2 separate regions of the Mus musculus genome follow, and region 1 is linked to region 2. A link is a contact called in public HiChIP or PLAC-seq data. All regions are on one chromosome and are shown on one strand. Each heading gives the region's core, a stretch centred on a gene start, on an enhancer-like site or on the middle of the called end of the contact. The rest is flanking DNA. Distances are from core to core; before and after follow the strand shown.

Region 1 (2,717 bases), core at 131-2,630, 140 kb before region 2:
CTGGCTGGCTGTTGCTGCTACCCACAGGGCAGTGGGCAGGGTGGTCTGTTGTGTTAGTGATGAGCCATAGGGGCTGGGGAATATAGCTTAATGATACAGCATTTGCCTAGAATTTGGCAGTGAGGGGGCGAGGGCTTGGTTCAGCAGTAGAGCACTTTGTGAAGTTCTACTGTGTAAGCAAGGCTATACTGGAACTTACTATCGTCCTGCCTCAGCTTCCTGAGTGCTTCTGTTATAGGCCTGTGTGTGTGTGTGTGTGTGTGTGTGTATGCCCAGCCATGGGGAGTGACATTTTACATTTAAAAACATGTGTTTAGGGATATTTGGAGGGGGGGCACACATGTGTTGTAGCTCAGGTTTGGGGGTCAGGGTATTAGTTTTTAGAGCCAGTGCAGGCCTTCTACCATGTAGATTCTGAGTATCAAACTTAGGTCTTCAAGGGATGGTGGCAACTGCCGGTACCCACTGAGCCATGTTGCTTGCCAGGGAGTGATGAGTCAAATTGTGCTTATCTCAGAATCCCCAACCTGCATCTACCGTACCCCAGCAGGATTAAAGCTATATGTCCTCACCCCTGCTTAGTGACCTGATAGACTAGTGGTGGGCCTGGCCTCTCTGGTTACCTGGCTCAAGTATACTCACTTTTGAGTGTGAACTGTTTTCATGAAGGTTGAGAGTTTCCTGAGGGGAAAACTGGCTTGTTTCTCTTCTTGTGCAATGAGGAGAAAGAAAATGGTTTGCCAATGATTGTCCAGAGAAATGTACCCAGAGACAGGCTCCCCGCTCCTGTGGGGACATGGCAGAAGAGGACCACAGCTGCTGTGAGACCAGGCCCTCTGCTTGCTGTGTCCTTGGGCTTTTAGATCTCCTCTTGTATTTACTTATGTCCTGACTGAATTCCTCTACTCACCCAGGCACCTGTGTGTGTTTTCTCTTGAGCTTCTGAGCTCTAGGAAGGTTGGGACACCTCAGATCCTCCCAAGTCCGTGATTCAGCACATTAATGCTCCACGAGCACTTGTGCTTGCTGCGTGCCATTAACCTTATATTTCTGGATTGATCCACCTCCTCCCTGGTCAAGAGTGCTCTTGAATAGATAAAGCTGTCATAGCTGTCTTAGTATGAATAAGATACTTGTCCTGTTCTTCAAGAGCAGACTTGTATTCAGAATGGGATAATTCTTGCTCAGAGCCACACAGCCATTCAGTCGTGTTAGTGAGCCAGGACTCATGTGGAAGAGTCCAGTATCTCCGTGGTCAACAACTCCCCCTGTTTGTTTTCACACTGCAGATTTGAAAAGTCAGAAGGGAAAGGGCAGTGTGCCGGGCTTCCTAGAGGCAGGTGGCTCTTTTAAAGCTGGGTCTTGTTATTGCCAGCTTGACCTCGTTTCCATGGAAGCAGCCAGCAGGGGCAGCTTGTTCCTATCAGCCTGGGGCCCAGTGGAGCCTCAGCCCCTGACAGGCTCTAGGACTGGCCCTCTCTCTGGCTCATGAGAGGGAGATCCAAATGGCCATGGAGCCTCTCTCCTCCCACTCCTATTGTAGAGGTTTATACCTGAAGGAAGAACTAGGGACTATGTAGTGCCATGCTTTGCCCCAGACTTGTGTGGGTTGGGCTTCCTTTCTCTTTCTGCCCTGGGACACCTCCTGTGTGGGCCGTGCTCAGAGGTGTGTGGGTTCTCTGGAGAGTAGAGGGCTTTTCTTACAGTCTCAGTCTCGTCTTTGTCTCTCTGTCTATCTGTCTGTTTCTCTCTCTCTCTTTCTGTTTGGATTTGTCTTATATATGTGTTTCTATACAGTGCGTTGGAGGTTGCCGACAGGTGGTTTTTCTTTGTCTCTCTGTCTATCTGTCTGTTTCTCTCTCTCTCTTTCTGTTTGGATTTGTCTTATATATGTGTTTCTATACAGTGCGTTGGAGGTTGCCGACAGGTGGTTTTTCTTTGTCTCTCTGTCTATCTGTCTGTTTCTCTCTCTCTCTTTCTGTTTGGATTTGTCTTATATATGTGTTTCTATACAGTGCGTTGGAGGTTGCCGACAGGTGGTTTTTGGAACAAGGTTTCCCACTTCACCTGGAGCTCCCTGTCTCAGCTAGCCAGCCCACCAAGCCCAGGGGCCTGCCTGTCTCTGTCGGGGTGACCACCACAGCTAGGTTTGTATGTGGGTGCTGAGTATCAAACTGAAGTTTTAGCAGGATCTTTACCTACTAAGGCTCCATCCCTGCCCCACCCCTACCCCCCAGATACAGTCTTTAGAAAATTTTGCATTGTTATTTATTTTATTTTTTTAAAAACATTTTTTACATTCATTTAGTGTGTGTGTGTGTGTGTGTGTGAGTGTCTCTGTGTGTGTCTGTGTGTGTAGTGTGTGTGTGTCTGTGTCTGTGTGTGTGTGTGTATGTAGGTGCATGCTCACTGCAGTGCCCTTGTGGATGTCAGATAACAACTTGGGGCAAGCTGGTTCTTTCCTTCTCCTGTGTTCCCATGTGAGTCCTGAGGACCAACCCAGATTGTCAGACTTGATGGCAAGCCCCTTTATAGGTTGAGCCGGCTTGCTAGCCCAAATTCTATACTTTAATTTACCCCTTTGAAGTTTGTGAGTGTATCTATGGGTTCTGAGGAGTATTTGCATGGTTAAGTTCCAGAAGTGCCTGTAAACCTTAAAAGAGCAGAGAGCACTAGGAACGGCTTGTTAAACTACAGACAAGGGAAAGGGTTCTGTC
Region 2 (2,700 bases), core at 25-2,524:
TATGTTTGGCAGACAAGAAGGCGAGACTAGCACCATTCAGGGCTCTGGCCAGGCTGGAGGACCTCCTGCTCTTCCTCCAAGATTTTCACCCAAGGCTGGCCTGCCCCTCCAGGTATCTCCTTGCCCATGCATGAGTGAGTGAGGTCAGTAAATGAAGCAAATCTAGCTCACTGAAAAATGGAGGAGGCTAAGTTGAGATGGCTCAGGGGTAAAGAGCACTTGTTATATAAACATGAAACCTGAGTTCAAATCCCCAACACCCATGTAAAAACCCTGGCATGGTTCTAGGCACCTGTCTATAACCTTATTGCTGTGGGGAGTGGAGACAGGAGGATTGCTAAGACTTTTTGGCTTTCCTTCAGTGAGAGACTTTTCTCAGGTGAAATGGCAGAGAATGAGGAACAAGACAATCAATGTCCTTCTCTCTCCATCTGTACATGCATGCACTCATGCATGCGCGCGCACACACAGACACACACACACACACACACTCACACACAGACTAAAATATGAGCCTGTACTACTAACTACTGGGGAAGCTGAGGTGGCAGTAGTGTCATTAAGCCTAGAAGTTCCAAGCCACTCTTGTCTGTTACAGTGAGACTAGTCTCAAAATGGAGGAGGGAAAGATGGAAGGAAAGGTTTTCTCTTATATGAAGTGATTCTAGTATAGCATGATGGTGCATGGCTAGCACCCTAGCTCTTAGAAGACAAGAACAAGAAAGGAGAACCTGTGAGTTCTATGCCAACCTGGGCTACCTAGAAAATTTCCCATTGTGTTTTGAGGCAAAGGCTTTTCTGAAACCTTGGGCACAAGGAGAAGGCATAGCTGGCTGGCCAGCAAATCCCAGGTATCTGCCTGTTTCTACTTCCTGCACTAGGATTAGAAAGTATGCCACATGACTAGCTTTTCTATGTGGTTTCTGGGGTAGGACTTGGGTTTTCATGCTTACCCTACAAGCACTTCACGGACAGAAGCATTTTCCCCACCCTTTTCTTTTAGTGATTTTTTTTTTCCTAATACATGACCAAGTTTAACCCTGAACCTCATTTTGCTGTGAGTTTGTGGCTGATGCCAGCAGCACCACAGCTCTGCCAGGCTAGTTTCTTTCTCCTTGGCTTCTTTGGCAGGGATATCTTCCACTTGCCCAGGTGTCCCTGAGGAGAAGGCCCTGGGCTTGGGTAAATGGCTCATAGCCCAGCATTTCCTCCTATCAGCTTGCCCTGGCTGGCGTGAGAACGCAGGTTTGACGTCTCTGCCTTGGATGACATCATCGTTCAACTGTTTTTCTGGGTCTCCTCTGTCCCAGTAAGGGCTTGACTCAAGTGCATCCTGCCCATTGCTCCCTGGCAGAGCTGCAGGCTGTCAGCCCTCCAGTTCTCATACAGAGCAATTTCTTCCAAATCAGTTAGGGCTCTAATGTTTGCCTTTACACACACACACACACAAAATGAAACAGAGTTGCACAAATTAATGTTCTTATCGTGTCTTGGGGGAATTCTTTAATACTGCACAGTTAATGAAACAATCCAGCAATGCTTCTTTCCAAAAATCATCCTCCCTTCCTTCCCTTCATCTGATCTAATAATCAAAACATATCCTCTAGAACAAGACTTCTGATTTTAATTATCTTAACCCCTTGTTGCCAAAAGTAAAGATGGCTCTGATACATATCAAAGCCATACACAGAAGGCCTCAGGCCACCAAATGGGCAGATCCCCTGCTATATCCTATACTTCCCCGCAGGGGTGAGGTTGACTGAATGAGGTATCTTCTCAGGATTTGTTTCTTGATTTTGAGCAGAGCAATGTGAGTGTATATTTAAGACAGATTTCACTCTATAACCTTGGCTGACCTAGAGTGCTCAGTACACTAGGCTGGCCTTGAACTCACAGAGAGATACCTACTTCTGCCTCCTGAGTGCTGGGGTTAGGTCTCTGCCACTCTGCTCAGCCATGGCTTCTTCTTCTTGTTCTTTTTTTTTTTTTTAATGTGCATAATGTATAGTCTCTGATTTAAACTAAATGTAGACACAATCACTAGGGAGATATTTTATGAATAAGATGAATAGGTTTGTCACCTTCTCAACCTGTCACCTGATACTTATAGTGAGGAACTCTGACCTTCCAGTCATAGCTCCTGTAACACCACAATGATAGCTTGTCTTATACTACTGTGCCTTTCTTCTTCTCTTCCTCCTCCTTTTTTAGACATGGTCTCATGTACCACCTTGGCCTGGAATTCACTGTATAGCCAAGGCTGGCCTTCAGTTCCTGCTCCAACCTCCCAAGAGCTAGGGCTATGGGCATGCATCAGCACACCCATTTACTATGAGATGTTTCTTTCTGGTTTTTCTTTCTTCCCACGTCCCCCTGCTCCGCTCAGCTGTTTTGTTGTTGCTGTTAGTTTGCTTTTATTTATATTTTCCTGCCTAAACCATATTTTTTTCAGCTTTGAGGGGCAAGTGATTACAGAATATGTGCTGAGGGACTGGAATCAGGGTGCAGCCTGGAAGCAGCTCTGATAACAGTCACTTTGAGAGAGCAAGTCATACAAAGTTGATGGTTTCATGGTCTAAGCAGGGTCCATGTATCCAAGGCTGGTCTCAAACTCATTTTATACCCAATTATGACCTTGAACATCTGCCCTACCTCTGGAATTCGAAAATTACAGGTGTACTGCACTATGCTCTCTTATGT

Evidence for each region. HiChIP or PLAC-seq counts read pairs in DNA pulled down with a chosen protein or histone mark.
Region 1: an H3K27ac HiChIP or PLAC-seq map of heart atrium shows a contact between it and region 2, with 2.8 times the contacts expected there. The contact joins two enhancer-like sites. A contact is called at or near these places in 1 of 15 datasets of contacts at CTCF or cohesin (the NIH/3T3 cell line), 2 of 484 Hi-C or Micro-C datasets (nephron progenitors and neural progenitor cells) and 2 of 115 datasets of contacts at active chromatin or transcription factors (bone marrow-derived macrophages and heart atrium).

The regions. Positions count from the first base shown.
Region 1 is chr5:136,466,469-136,469,185 of GRCm38.p6, reverse strand. All of the region lies in intron 2 of Cux1 (cut-like homeobox 1), which reads left to right. Among named protein-coding and RNA genes, the nearest start is that of Gm16599, 75 kb to the right of the region's middle. Within about 2 kb of position 1,380, at least 124 of the 459 cell types and tissues checked have an H3K27ac peak or open chromatin away from gene starts, as enhancers often do. A contact at or near this core is called in heart atrium, where this site is marked.
Region 2 is chr5:136,323,230-136,325,929 of GRCm38.p6, reverse strand. The region is part of intron 11 of Cux1 (cut-like homeobox 1); the gene reads left to right. Among named protein-coding and RNA genes, the nearest start is that of Mir721, 51 kb to the left of the region's middle. Within about 2 kb of position 1,274, at least 14 of the 459 cell types and tissues checked have an H3K27ac peak or open chromatin away from gene starts, as enhancers often do. A contact at or near this core is called in heart atrium, where this site is marked.